Regions from separate parts of the Oryctolagus cuniculus genome. Here region 2 is linked to region 1. The links are chromatin contacts, called in public Micro-C maps. All regions are on one chromosome and are shown on one strand. Each heading gives the region's core, a stretch centred on a gene start, on an enhancer-like site or on the middle of the called end of the contact. The rest is flanking DNA. Distances are from core to core; before and after follow the strand shown.

Region 1 (7,529 bases), core at 4,859-7,358:
CGGTCGGGGGGCTGGATTCTGTCCCGGTTGCCCCTCTTCCAGGCCAGCTCTCTGCTGTGGCCAGGGAGGGCAGTGGAGGATGGCCCAAGTACTTGGGCCCTGCACCCCATGGGAGACCAGGAGAAGCACCTGGCTCCTATCATCGGATCAACGCGGTGCACCGGCCACAGCGGCCATTGGAGGGTGAACCAACGGCAGGGGAAGACCTTTCTCTCTGTCTCTCTCACTGTCCACTCTGCCTGTCAAGAAAAAAAAAAAAAAAAAAAAAAAAAGGATAAATCTTTGAAAAAAAAATGAATATACATGAAATTAAACTGATAACAAGATTATGCCAACAGCATGTGCTGAAAGGTAGAAACTTTAAGTGTTTTTTTTTTTTTTTTTTTAAAGATTTATTTGAACAACAGAGTTACAGACATAGAGACAGAAAGAGAGGTCTTCCATCCACTGGTTCACTCCCCAAATGGCCAATCCAAAGCCAGGAGCTTCTTCCAGGTCTCCCACGTGGGTACAGGGGCCCAGGGATGTAGCCCGTCCTCTACTGCTTTCCCAGGCACATTAGCAGGGAGCCAGATCGGATGTGGAGCAGCCGGGACTAGAACTAGCATCAATATGAGATTTTGGCGCAGCAGGTCAGGGGTTTAACCCGCTGCTCCACAGTGCCAGCCCCTCAAGTATTTTTTTAAGATTAATTTATTTGGAAGGCAGAGCAAAGAGACAGAGACACAGAGAAATCTTCCATTCATCTATTCACATCCCAAAGAGCTGCAACAGCCAGAGCTGGGCCAGGCCCGCCTGGTGTGCTACACGGGAGGTGGCCGTCACCTGCCTCTCCACGGGGGCACTATGAAGCTGCACTGGAGGTAGAGGAGCCAGGACTTGAACTGCTGCACCACAACACCAGCCCCCAGAGATGTTCTTCCTGTTTTAATCTGAAAGGCAGTTATAGAGGAGAGGAGCAACAGAGATCATTTATCCACTGGTTTATTCCCCAAATGGCTGGGGCTGGGCCAGGCTGAAGCCAGGAGCTTCATCTGGGTCTCCCACATAGGCACAGGGGCCCAAGCACTTGGGCCATCCTCCACGGCTTCCCCGGGTGCATTAGCAGGGAGCTGTATCCAAAGTAGAGTAGCCAGGACTTGAATTGGAGCCCATACGGGATGCCAGTGTTGCAGCTTTTATCCACTACACAATAATGCCGGCCCCTCCCCAGAGATTTTTAACATAATTCCATTTGATCTTCAGGTAGGTTAACAGTTACATGATTCAAGAACCAAAAAAGTAGAAACAGTGTAAAATCTCCCTCCTACCCGCCCAGTGACCGCCAATCACTTAAGTACCACTGTTAATAGTTTCTTGTATACTCCTTCACAGACTTTTTTCAACACAAACGTATACACCCCCTTCCATTTTTCACACCCCCTTTTTCACTTAACGACACAGCTGAGAGATGGGGCTGGCGTTGTGGTGCAGTGGGCTACGCTCCTGCTAGGGACACTGACATCCCATGAGCACTGATTTGAGTCCCGGCTGCTCCAGTTCCATCCCAGCTCCCTGCTAACGCTCTTGGGAAAGCAACGAAAGATGGCCCAAGTACCTGGATCCCTGTCACCACATAGGAGACCTGGATAGTGTTCCTGTCCCGACTTCAGCCTGGCCTGGCCTGGCCCAGACCCAGCCGCTGCAGCCATCTGGGAGTAAACCAGCAGATGGAACATCTAACTCTACCTTTCAAACAAATAAATGAATTTTAAAATATAATTTTTATATATAACGCAGAGTTCTTTCCACATCTGTATGTTAAAATGTTTTTTAGATTACATAATATTCTACTGTATGGATCCATCATAATGTGTTTAATCTTCTGGTCATAAGATAAGCTGAATGGAATTTTATTTTTAAAGGTCTCAATTGGTTTTCTTTTCTGTTCTACAACTGAGCAACACTCCATCCTACAGAGTAAGTGTTCTGTGTGAATAGAGTTTACAAACTCATCTGGCACCTGACTGACGAATCCCATCGTAACTGTGCCTGGAAATATGTGCCCTGGAAGGGGGACTTACACAAGCCTTAGAAAGACTGACAGGGCCAGCGCTGCGGCTCACTAGGCTAATCCTTCGCCTTGCGGCGCCAACACACCGGGTTCTAGTCCCGGTCGCTCCTCTTCCAGGCCAGCTCTCTGCTGTGGCCCGGGAGTGCAGTGGAGGATGGCCCAAGTGCTTGGGCCCTGCACCCCATGGGAGACCAGGAGAAGCACCTGGCTCCTGTCATTGGATCAGCACGGTGCGTCGGCCGCAGTGCGCCAGCCGCGGCGGCCATTGGAGGGTGAACCAACGGCAAAGGAAGACCTTTCTCTCTGTCTCTCTCACTGTCCACTCTGCCTGTCAAAAAAAAACAGAAAGAAAGAAAGACTGACAGAGGGGCTGGTGCTGTGGTGCAGCAGGTTAATGACCTGGCCTGAAGCACCAGCATCCCATATGGGCGCCGGTTCTAATCCTGGTTGCTCCTCTTCCAGTCCAGCTCTCTGCTGTGGCCTGGTAAAGCATGGAGGATGGCCCAAGTCCTTGGTCCCCTGCACCTGCGTGGGAGACCTGGAATAAGGTCCTGGCTCCTGAGTGGCTGTTGCAGCCAATTGGGGAGTGAACCATTGGATGGAAGAGCTCTCTCTCTCTCTGCCTCTCCTTTCTGTGTAACTTTTTTTTTTTTTTTTTTTTTTGGATAGGCAGAGTGGACAGTGAGAGAGAGAGAGAGAGAGAGAGAGAGAGAGAAAGGTCTTCCTTTTGCCATTGGTTCAACCTCCAATGGCCGCCGCAGCCGGCACACTGCAGCCAGCGTACCGCGCTGATCTGATGGCAGGAGCCAGGTGCTTCTCCTGGTCTCCCATGGGGTGCAGGGCCCAAGCACTTGGGCCATCCTCCACTGCACTCCCTGGCCACAGCAGAGAGCTGGCCTGGAAGAGGGGCAACCGGGACAGAATCCGGCGCCCCAACCGGGACTAGAACCCGGTGTGCCGGCGCCGCTAGGTGGAGGATTAGCCTAGTGAGCCGTGGTGCCGGCCAAAATCTTTTAAATCCTCAGTTCCGGGCTGGCGCTGCGGCGTAGTGGGTGAGGCCGCCAAATGCAGGCATCCCAGCTCTCTGCTGTGACCTGAGAAAGCAGTGGAAGATGGCCCAAGTCCTTGGACCCCTGCACCCACGTGGGAGACCTGGAGGAGGCTCCTGGCTTCTTATCAGTGCAGCTCTGGCTGTTGTGGCCAATTGGGGAGTGAACTGGTGGATAGAAGACCTCTCTCTCCTCGCTGTGTGTAACTCTTTCAAATAAATAAATTTTCTTTAAAAGAAAAAATCCTCAGTTCCTTAACCTCTCCTTGACGTTTCTACTCCGGCTGCATCCTGAACCTCTGCAGCCACCCCCCCCCCCCCCCCGCCAGTTCCTCTGCTGCTCCCTGCAGCTCTCAGACCCTGGAAAGCTCCTGGCTCGGCTCTGCTGCCACCCCAAGCGCGCAGTGCTGCGGCTGTCTCCCACCCGCGGGCCCTGCCGCCCCTCTCACGTGCCCATTCTGGATCCCGGCTCCCAGTCACTCTCCACTCTTCCTGAACTGATTCCTGGCGACTCCGATGCACATGAGAAACACTCTGATTTCTTTGTTCTCTGAACTCCTCTCCTTCAATGACTTCCGTCCTGCACTTTTCTCTACTAATTTCTGTGTCTTTTATTATTAGTAAGTCATCTCTGTCATTTGGGTTTTGTTTATCTCATTCTCTGGTCCCCTCTTTCGAGCTCATCCTCCCAACACGCTAACACCCAGCCTTCTGGAACTTCCACTCCCTTGGTCCTGCCAAGGACAGTTAGGAGCTACCAGGACCCACAAGCCTTTAAAGAGTTAGGGAGGGAAAACAGGTCAAGTGGAGAGGAGGTGGATTAAGAAGGAGTTCTTTGTTTTCACACGCCAGAAGTAACGGCACGTGTGTGTATTAAAGGAAAAACGGGCCATGTAGGGGAGAGAGACGTTGCCGGAGCTGTGTCCGTGTTGGCGAGCAGCGGTGGGGTCTTGTCGCTGAGGGCTGGTCTTCAGAACTCAGAGGGCTGACCTGCGGCAGTGCTAACAGCAATGCAGTGCCAACCCCATTGTCATGAAACACGTTCTGGTATCCACGTTAAAGTAAGAAGCAGGGGCTGGTGCCGGCGCCGGGGCTGAGCCGCCTGTCGAGTGAGCTTCCTGAAACGCACTGGGAAGGCAGTGCACCTCTGCCGCCCATGTAGGAGGCCAGATAGCGTGCCTGTCTCCTGGCCCAGACCTGGCTGTTGTGGCCATCTGGGGAAGGAACCAGCAGATAGAAGATCGCTGACTGCCTTTCAAATAAATACGTCTCTTAACATCATGAAAAACAGGTGACATTAATTTTAATGTAAGTTTTGTTTAGCCGGGTGTCTCCGCCATATTGTTGCTTTGACGTGGTCAGTATCTTAGAAATGAGATATTTGCATTCTGTTTTCAATGCTGCATTTTCAAAATCTGGTTTTATCTACGCTTAGTGTATATCCCAGTTTGGATGCTAAATTTTCCACTGTTAAGATGGAAAATGGAGGTCGGCGCCACAGCTCACTAGGCTAATCCTCCGCCTTGCGGCGCCGGCACACCGGGTTCTAGTCCCGGTCGGGACGCCGGATTCTGTCCCGGTTGCCCCTCTTCCAGGCCAGCTCTCTGCTGTGGCCCGGGAGTGCAGTGGAGGATGGCCCAAGTGCTTGGGCCCTGCACCCCATGGGAGACCAGGAGAAGCACCTGGCTCCTGCCTTCGGATCAGTGCGGTGCGCTGGCCACAGCGGCCATTGGAGGATGAACCAACGGCAAAGGAAGACCTTTCTCTCTGTCTCTCTCACTGTCCACTCTGCCTGTCAAAAAAAATAAATAAATAAATAAAAATAAATTTTAAAAAAAGGATATAGTTGGGAATGGACGGGAAGAATAGTGAGGAGAGTTGAAGTTCAGAGAAGTGAGAGGCCCAGACAGTTAGGTGTACTTGAGAGTAACGTTGTACAGACCATGGCATTCAAGCTGGGTAAGAAAGGAAGCCCAGAGACCAGAAGTGGAAAGTTGAGAGAGAGCCAGGAGACAGGCACGCAGTCCGGCCTCCTACATGGGCGGCAGAGGTGCACTGCCTTCCCAGTGCGTTTCAGGAAGCTCACTCGACAGGCGGCTCAGCCCCGGCGCCGGCACCAGCCCCTGCTTCTTACTTTGACGTGGATACCAGAACATGATTCATGACAGTGGGGTTGGCACTGCATTGCTGTTAGCACTGCCGCAGGTCAGCCCTCTGAGTTCTGAAGACCAGGCCTCAGCGACAAGACCCCACCGCTGCTCGCCAACACGGACACAGCTCCGGCAACGTCTCTCTCCCCTACATGGCCCGTTTTTCCTTTAATACACACACGTGCCGTTACTTCTGGCACGTGGAAACAGAGACTGCCTTCCTGGTCCCCCCCCCCCTCCGCTCAGTGACCCAGTCCCTCTCCCTCAGAGGCGTGCGGGGACTCGTGCCCCCAACTTCTTTCCTCTCCGTCTCCCCGGGACGCGTATGCCCCCATCGCCGAACCCGCTGGGGCCCAGGTGTAAACCCCAGCCGACGCCGAGCCCGACACCCGACCGTGAACTTGCCGCACCCTCCCGTCGCTCGCCTCCCGCCTCCCGCCGCCGGACGGCCCCTTCCGGTGTCCCCTGCACAGCCCACAACGCCCCAGCCTGGGAGCCCTCACTCCTCGGACCCTCTCCTCCCGCAGCCTCCAACGCAAGCCAGCTCGAGGCGCAACAACGGACACCGCCACCTCCATCTCCCCTGAGCCGCCGGAGCGGTGGCGGGAGAACCCCCGACTGGTCCGCCCAGGACAGCACCGACGGCAGAGCCCGAAGACTCGGGGGAGAAAGGCGTTCAGGGACAGGGCAGGGGTCGGGGTGCACGCCTAACCTGCCGGAACCGCCGCAGCACGCAGCCCACCACGGCCGCCGCCATGTTGTCCGCCGCGAACGTCAAACAACGGCAACTTTATTCACACGGCCGGATGCAGGGGGGCGGGGCGGTAGGCGGGGTTTGGGGTTTGAACTCTCGCGGTATTTCGGTGCCCTAGGAACCTAGGGGCGCGGCGCGGCGCGGCGCGGCGGTCGGGGTCCCGCTGTTGGGCTTTTTGTTCCGCTTCCGTCCGTTTTGTGCACTCTGTGGAGCCACCCACGACCCTGCTCACGTCCCTTTCTTCAGTGTCTCTGACCCTGCGCCCCTGTCGGCCGCTTCCGCCTCCTGGTCCCGCTGAGAACTGCGAGACACCTTGGCATCATGGCCTCCTCCTTCCTCGCTGTCTTCCTGGGTCTTGCGAGTCTGCCCCTGGGGTGAGGATGCTGGTGGCGCGAGGAAGACAGCTGCTGGCATGTTTGGGGTTCTACGTGCGCACGTGTGGGAAGAGGGCGCAGTCGGGTTTTCTGGGGAGGAGACATCACGGGTTCGAGTCCCGGTCATGGCAGCTCGCCTGGGAGGGCCCCTCCCGTGTGCCACCCCCGCGCCGGCGGGCGCCGTCGGGGAGGATGCGGGTCAGCCTGGGACGCAGCGTGGAGACGCCCTTGGGCCTGTTGCGCAGGAGCCCTCCGGGACGCGTCCGTCAAGGTTCAAGTTCACGGGAACACAGGAGGTGCACCGGGGTGGGGGTGGGGGTGGGGTCTGGCAGAAAGAGACGTCGGGAGACCCTGCCAAGGCAGGCCCCTGTGCCTCGCTCAGAGCCGTGACATGCCTGGCGTTCCCGCCCCACGCGGGGGTGCCGGCTCCACGCGCTGTGACCTTCCGCTTCCTGCCGGTAAAACCAGCTCCTGGGGCCGGCACTGTGGGGCAGTGAGTTCAGCCACCACCTGCAATGCCGTATCGGATACCCCAGGCTGCTCCTCTCCCATCCAGCTCCCTGCTGTGGCCTGGGAAAGCTGTGGAAGGTGGCCCAGGTCCTTGGGCCCCTGCGCCCGCGTGGGAGACCCGGGAAACTTCCCAGGTTTCTGGCCTTGGCCTGGCCCAGTCCTGACTACTGCAGCCATTTGCTAAATGAACCAGCAGAAGGAAGATGCCCCCTCACTTCCCTCCTCTTTCTGTAACTCTGCCTTTTTTTTTTTTATCTTTTAAGATTGATTGATTTAGGGCCGGCGCCGCGGCTCACTAGGCTAATCCTCCGCCTAGCGGCGCCGGCACACCGGGTTCTAGTCCTGGTCGGGGCGCCGGATTCTGTCCCGGTTGCCCCTCTTCCAGTCCAGCTCTCTGCTGTGGCCAGGGAGTGCAGTGGAGGATGGCCCAGGTGCTTGGGCCCTGCACCCCACGGGAGACCAGGAAAAGCACCTGGCTCCTGGCTCCTGCCATCGGATCAGCGCGGTGCGCCGGCCGCGGCGGCCATTGGAGGGTGAACCAACGGCAAAGGAAGACCTTTCTCTCTGTCTCTCTCTCTCTCACTGTCCACTCTGCCTGTCAAAAAAAAAAAAAAAAAAAAAAAAAAAAAAAAGATTGATT
Region 2 (7,400 bases), core at 3,910-6,409, 73 kb after region 1:
CTTTTGAATAAGGAGGGATTATTACTTTCTTAGTAATTCTTCTTTTGAGTACTGTGTGCTCTGTTTCAGGGGCCCTCTAACTGGTAGTTACATTCAGTAACAGTTCAGAGTCAAAGCTTTTTTCCTATCTCTTTGCTCCTTACTGAGATATGATTTACATGGTATAAATTTACACTTTTTAGTGGATACAATTCAGTTGTTCCTGGCACATTTATAGGGTTGGGTAGCCATCACCACCATCTAACTCTGAGTATTTTCATCATCCCAGTCGGGAGCCCGATACCCAGTAGCAGTTTTCCTTGTCCGCACTTCTCCCAGGCTGAGGGAATCACTCCTCCTGTCCTGACAGGTTTTCCTAGTAGGGAATTATCACATCAATGGGTCCATCAAGTACCTGACCATTCTGACTGGCTTGCTCACCGGCCATGTTTTCAGGCTTCATGCTTGTTGCGACATGGGTTAGTACTTGACTTCATTGTCACGCAAGTCCACTGCATGGATAGACCGCATTTTGTTCATCCGTTTGTCGGCTCATAGACGTTTGTTCCCGCTTTTTGACCACTGTGATAGTGATGAGACGAACACTTGTGTGCAGGTTTCTGTCTGCACATACGTCTCCATTTCCCTCAGATGTCCGCCTAGGAGAGGCATTACCGGGTCATGTGGTCACTTTGTCTTTGACTTTTCGCAGAACTTCTGGGCTGTTTCCAACGTGGCTGCACTGTTTTACATTCCCCCGGCAATGGTGAGGGTTATTTTCCTCATTTATTTGGTCCTCAGAGGAATTTGTTGAGCTCGATAGAGCAGGAATCGATAACTGTAGTCTGCAGCCGAGAAACCTCAGATACAGTGCAGTATAGGATTTCTCCAAGTCCCACTGCTGCCGCTACGTGCAGTTAGATACACGAATACAGGAATCTTCGTGGAATATTGTAGAAACTCAGGATCTGTTTTGTCTGAGGCCTACATCTTGTAGGTAAGGAAACTGAGGCCCGGACAGAGGCAGCTGAGGTGTCCAAGGCCACAGCTGCCCAGAGGCGGAGCGCGGATTCCAGTCCTGGTCTTGCGGCTGCAGCCCATGGTGCTCTGGTCCCTCTGCTCTGCCCCTCTGGGCTGGGCTAGAACCCAGGGCTCTGACTCTGGGTTTAGCCCATTCCCTGCCCCGTGCTGCCCCCTGGAGGACGCAGAGGCCAGCAGGAGAGCCGAGGTCCATGTCCACGGAGCACCTGAACCAGCAGAGGGGACAGGACAGCCCCAAGGACGGGAACATGTCTCGGCCGAAGCAAGATGGTCCTCCCTTTGGTGCCTGAAAGTAGTGCATATGGATCACTCCTTTCCCTTGCAGACATCGACAGCCCCAAAAACCTGGTGACTGACCAGGTGACGGAGAACACGGCCACCGTCTCCTGGGACCCGGTGCAGGCCGACATCGACAGGTACATGGTGCGCTACACCTCTGCCGACGGAGAGACCAGGGAGTTTCTGGTGGGGAAGGACAAGACCAGCACTGTCCTGACGGGCCTGAGGCCGGGTGTGGAGTACACGGTGGACGTGTGGGCCCAGAAGGGGGCCCGGGAGAGCAAGAAGGCCAACACCCAGGCCCCGACAGGTAATGAGCGTCCATCTTTGGGGATGTGAGGCTGTCATCCTAGGTCTCCTAGTGGCCAAGTGTATTTTCCTTCTTCCACATCGGCAGAAACGGGTCACTGATGGAGAAACAGCGAGGTATCCCTGTATGTTAGAATACGCACGCCTTTCCTCCTTCCTTCAGCTGTGTCCTTTAGGGAGATCCCAGTGGCTCTGTCCAGGCCTTGAGAGGGTGTCATATTCTTTACTGCTCTTCTGGTTGTGTAGATCTGTGGCTGTAGGGCTTTTTGGGGTCTCCTAGTGAGTTTGTGAGTGTGTACAGAAAATTAAAATCAAGTGTTGTTTCTGTACTACATATTGAAAATTGCACTGTATATTGAAATATAATAATTGTACTGTATATTGAAAACTCAACTTTTTCCTGCCTTATCCTGTAGATATAGGATTCATTTGATTAAAAATGACTCATAATTGTAACAGTGGGGCAGACATGTTTCTTCGAGGGGCTGGGTGAGTAGTAGTAGGACACACATTGACAGAAGTACCCAAACAACAGTTGCTTGCACAAGGGAGGAATTTATTTTTGGTCTGTACAGTGTGCGTGGGCCCAGGATTTGAGACTGAGGTAACTACTGTGTTGTATCCTTATTATTCTGAAAGAAATATATGATCGTATTTCACGGGGATTTAGCCAGCACAACAACTGAGACCGTGATCTGCTAAAGAACATTAGAGCGAGACTTTGCTGATTTATTTAGTAGTATATATGTCAGTATGTGCCTGTCATCCACGAGGCCTTGGGAGACAGAGGGGAACAGAATGCCCTCTTCCCCAAGAGCTCCCACTTGGCCCTGGCTTTTAGAATCTTCTAGCATGAATGGAAGGCCTTTATGCTGCTAGACACAAAATTGTTCGCTCCTTGTTGGCAGAGACGGTGTCTGCAACTCTGGAGCCTGCACACAGCCTAGAACACGCCTTGTCAGAGTAGGGGCTTCGTGTACCCCTCTGAATAAATAGAGATTGGTTTTGCTAAATTCTTCGTGCTGGTAAAAGCCCAGATGTTCAGATTCTGGCCTATTGTGCTCTCTACTCAGGGAGCCAAGTGCACTGGGGGGAGAAGATGCAGGGGGACAGGACAGCTGAGAAGCAAAACAGGAGCTGTGACACGGAAGACCCACAAAGCGTGAAAGGCTCTCACCCCAGACAAAATAGGGGGTCTCTTAATAGTGCGTGATGATCAACTTCTTCCCTTGCAGACATCGACAGCCCCAAAAACCTGGTGACTGACCAGGTGACGGAGAACACGGCCACCGTCTCCTGGGACCCGGTGCAGGCCGACATCGATAGGTACATGGTGCGCTACACCTCTGCCGACGGCGAGACCAGGGAGTTTCCGGTGGGGAAGGACAAGACCAGCACTGTCCTGACGGGCCTGAGGCCGGGCGTGGAGTACACGGTGGACGTGTGGGCCCAGAAGGGGGCCCGGGGGAGCAAGAAGGCCAACACCAAGGCTCCCACAGGTAACAGGCAGCGTTCTTTGGAAACGTAAGATCTGTTGTGCTAAGCCTATGGCAGTTCACGTTTTGCTTTCTTCCTCCACATTGGCAGGTCATGGGGTGAGGAAAAGAGCAGATAATTAATCATTAATATTAATGAACCAGTAATTCATGTGGGTTTATTTGTTGCTGCGTCTGAGATCTGTGACTTTAGGTTCTGTAGACTGCTTGAGCAAAGTGTCAGTCTTCAGCAGACGTTTCATGAGCATCTGCTAAGAGAGTGATCAATACACTCGGGAAGGACTGTGAAGACTTACATATTGAAGTCTGAGATGTGTGTGAGATTCCTTGGTTAATCGAACGATTTGTTTATTGATTCCACCAATATTAACTGAGTGTCTGGATAGGCCAGGCACTGCGGGGAGAGGCAGTTTAGATGCAAGTCAGCGGCTCAGAATTGATCCGAGAGCATCCATCTGCTGTTCAGGCTGTGGTCATAGGGAGATTGCCTGGAGAGAAATGAAGGGGGGGCGGGATCGGACACCGCAACATGGGAGGTTGCTGACAAAGGACTGGTGCGGAGGAGGGGCCCACGAGTTAGGAGGGAAGTCAGTGGAGTGCGTGGTCATAGAAGCCAAGAGCGGAGAGTGTTTAGGGGAGACAGTGGATCAGTTCTCGAAGCTGCCACTGGGAAGCTGAGTGAAGGGAGGATGGCAGGTGTCCCTAGACATCTAGGGAGGTCCCTAGACAGCACGGAGGTTGCTGGCGACCTGGAGCAGCAGAGTTCACGGCGAGGTGCAGGATGGGTGCATGTGAGTGTGGTGAAGTTAAGGTGTGCAGGCTTCTCAGGATGGGTAATTAATTTGGGTGCAGAGAAACAGAAGGACACGGGGAGGGAGGAGAGAGCCGAGAGCTCGTCCGTCTGGGCCAGATGGTGGAGAAGCTGGCGATGCGGGAGAGATCGAGCAGATGAGAAGCTGTGAAGTCCTCGAGCAGGGGGAGGCCTCCAGACTCGGAACACAGCCTGCAAGGCGTCTAGGCTTGGTTTCCGTGCAGGAAGACGCGGGAGCGTGGACGAGACTGCGTTTCTCTGGGTCTCCATTCCCTTGGTTAGAAGTGAAGCCGATTGGCAGATAGAACTTCTCAGCCCTCAAATTCTGTGAAACAAAACAACTAGGAACCATGGGGGTCAGGAGAGAGACTGTTGCGATAGCAGCCTTGGGGGCTTAGCTTGTGGCTCGGGGAGACTTTGATTACTTTTGTGTAAACGGGAGGCTTCTCTATTGATAACCGTGGAGAAGGTCTGATTGCTTTGCACGCCCAGTGGTTTGTCCTCCACTGTCCGGCGGGCCTCTTACTCCTGTTTTAAGTGGGTTAATACCGTTCCTCACCATAACCGGAGTGGAGGGTGATTGGGTGTACGGATGCCCTGTCTTGGTTCTGAAGCCCAGTTTTGTCTAAATCTTTTAAAAAAGAAATCGACAGCCCCAAAAACCTGGTGACCAACTGGGTGACGGAGAACACGGCCACCGTGTCCTGGGACCCGGTGCGGGCCAACATCGACAGGTACGTGGTGCGCTACACCTCTGCCGACGGCGAGAGCAAGGAGGTGCCAGTGGGCAAGGAGCGGAGCAGCACCGTGCTCACGGGCCTGAGGCCGGGCGTGGAGTACACGGTCCACGTGTGGGCTAAGAAGGGGAGCCGGGACAGCAAGAAGGCCAACACCAAGGCCCTGACAGGTAACAGGGCAGGGCTGGGACCTGGGAACCTCCACACTTACTAGGGAAGTCTTTCTGCATGACTGGGTGGGGAGGGGAGCAGGCAGGGTGCTGGCTTCCTGCGAGGATGGTCATCGGCATGGTTCCCTTGGGCCTTGGAGCAGCGATGTGTTGCCGTGACCTTCAGAGTGTAGGGTAGTGGTGTGACAGATGAGCCTAGGAGGCTGCCCTCAGCCAGCTCTCAGGCCCTCTGCCCAGAGAGACAGGCAGGAGCCTCTTTGGTTTTCTTGTCTGGCAAGGGGCTGATGGTGGAACCATTCCTCCCTCCCATCCCCGGCTGATGCTTACAGGTGCCCGGGCCATGTGGATTCTGTGTGCGTGGGGGCCTTCCCTCCAACGCCGAGGCCATGAAATCAGGTCACACCTGGGAGTGCAGGAGGGACCTGCCCATCCCCCCTGGGTCCATGCAGCAAGTGTGGCCATGGAGTTACACGTGCCTTCAATTTCTTCATGATTTTTATTAATGAAAATTAGCCAGGATTTTTAATCCCCAAAGTCATCTATGCTTACGGGAAAAATCTTCAAACTGGAAAAAAGTATGTGGAGACGTTGCCCTGTTTCCCCGTTCCAGATGCCTTAGTCCCTAGCGTGGCTCTCCAGGGGCAGCCACTGACTGGGACCTCCTGCCTTCCCCTCCACTCCTTTCTCTGTTGCTCCTTCTCTCCTTTGCACTTTCTTTCCTCTCTTTCTTCTTTTTCTTTTTCTGATTGTAAAGACAACAATAATGAAGTTATCATCTTTCTACATTATTCTCAAACCAACCCCCACCCTCCACAACTGGGGATCCATAAGCAATCAAAGAGGTGGCAAAAGTGAGCTTTAGATACTTAAGTAGTTGCAGTCTTGCTTTGATTTTGCAAACAGGAAATTCAATTTTTCCGTGTGATGGGTAGAATCAAATCCATGCCAGATGTTATGCTTCAGAAAATCAAACCAAGCTGATATTACAGAAACTCAAAATTTGTCAAAACACCCTAATTCAAAACAACAGCTGTCTGATTTCTATTAAAATGCTGCAATTCAGTTCTCAACTGAAATGCTACTGCGGAGAAAATCGCTTGGAGACATCTCTTTGGGAACTTCTAAATTAAAATCACCGTCTATGGTGATTTCTTTTTCAAAGTGGAATTTTCCATTCATGTCTTATTTGGGTAAAAAAATGAGCCGCCTGACCAGCTGTTACGATGTTGATGAGTGTTTCCGCTGGGCGTCTCTGTCCTGGTCTATCATGCATTCTCACACACCCACAAGTTCCCTCTGCTCTTTGGGTAGGGAGCCATGGAGATTCTGGAAGGCTCTCTGCTGCCTCCCTCCCCCGGCTCACGTCCTTTAGACAAGTACTGCCCCCTCTCCTGTCCCTCTCCCGGACGTGCGTCTAGCGCCACACTCTTAGATGTGTATGAAATATGACTCTGTGTTCCTATGGTATGTAAGAGGCATAGCTTTATAATTCTCTATCAACTTACCCTCCATCATCAGCCCCTGTTCTGCACGTTGGTCAGAAATCTCAGTCCGTGTAGGGTCCTGTCTGCTCCTTGGAGCTGCAGGTGGGTCTTGGGTACTTTCCCAGCGCGAGCTGTGGGAGGCCCGTCTGCATTTCAGATGTCCTCCCAGGCAGCTGTTTGCTGAGTCATCCCGGTCTCCATGCGCGCAGCCTTCCAGATCTGTGCTCTCTCATCTTTCCACGTCAGCTGGGCAGCCCTGCCACCTGTGCGAACCCACGTGCTGCTGTAGACCGCTCTTATCCCCCCCCACCCCGGGAAGCTGCTGGGCAGGTGGGGGACCCATCAAAGCCCTGCTCCTTAGTCCTTGTCCTCAGCGAGTGTTCATGCACCAGAAAGGTCAGGAAGGCTGCTTGGCAAGGGAGAACGGGGCCTGCTGCCTGTTGGAAGGGAGGAAGAGACACGGGAAGTGGAGGGAGAAAATGCAGTCATTTTTCAGTCATCAAAAAGGCCCTTGCCTTGGTTGACCTGACGTTTTATGTACAGAAATTGACCCTCCGAAAAACTTCCGTCCGTTTGCTGTAACCCAGTCTGGCGGGGTCCTGACCTGGACGCCTCCCTTGGCTCAGATCGATGGCTACATACTCACCTACCAGCTCCCTAACGGCACGGTGAAGGTACTGCGACTCCCTTGTCTTTTCTCTTGGGCCTTCTCTTTGCAGCCTCGGAGTGGGGTCAGTCAACTTGATGGGTTGCACGGCCATCTGCTCGCTCAGTGGGCTCCTGTGCTCACCTGCCGTGTGCAGGGGACAGTGCTACACATGGTCATTTGTGAACCCTGTGGTCTCACACGAGGACAACCCTTAGTGGCTGTTCCCAGCTGACCAATGCATATTTGCTGGCTGTGTATCTGCAGCAGGTTAATTTGCTTACTGTTGGTCTCCCCTGATAAAAGGGAAGGGAATTTTTGCCTGTTTTGTTTATTGCTTTATGCCATTGCTCAAATCAGTGCGTGGCGCCTGTGAGCTACTCAGTAAATACTGAATGATCAGCTTCACCCTGTTTCAAAGGGTCTGTCTCCCCTTGCAATCTGAAGG

Evidence for each region. Hi-C and Micro-C count contacts between places; a contact is called where the count stands out from the background.
Region 2: a contact with region 1 is called in a Micro-C map of ear pinna, with 6 times the contacts expected there. The contact joins the enhancer-like site here to the promoter of MRPS14 in region 1. A contact is called at or near these places in 3 of 6 Hi-C or Micro-C datasets (ear pinna, skin fibroblasts and an unstated tissue).

The regions. Positions count from the first base shown.
Region 1 is chr7:3,352,700-3,360,228 of mOryCun1.1, forward strand. MRPS14 (mitochondrial ribosomal protein S14) reads right to left here and starts at 6,109. Exons shown (of 3, transcript XM_002715000.5): 1 at 5,964-6,109. The coding sequence starts at 6,008. It overlaps LOC108177625 (a long non-coding RNA gene), which reads left to right and starts at 6,241. Exons shown (of 3, transcript XR_011390243.1): 1 at 6,241-6,379.
Region 2 is chr7:3,426,867-3,434,266 of mOryCun1.1, forward strand. TNN (tenascin N) reads left to right here. Exons shown (of 20, transcript XM_002715032.5): 11 at 1,346-1,609; 12 at 2,844-3,107; 13 at 4,559-4,822; 14 at 6,850-6,980. Among named protein-coding and RNA genes, the nearest start is that of TNN, 39 kb to the left of the region's middle. Within about 2 kb of position 5,160, at least 2 of the 8 cell types and tissues checked have an H3K27ac peak or open chromatin away from gene starts, as enhancers often do. A contact at or near this core is called in ear pinna, where this site is marked.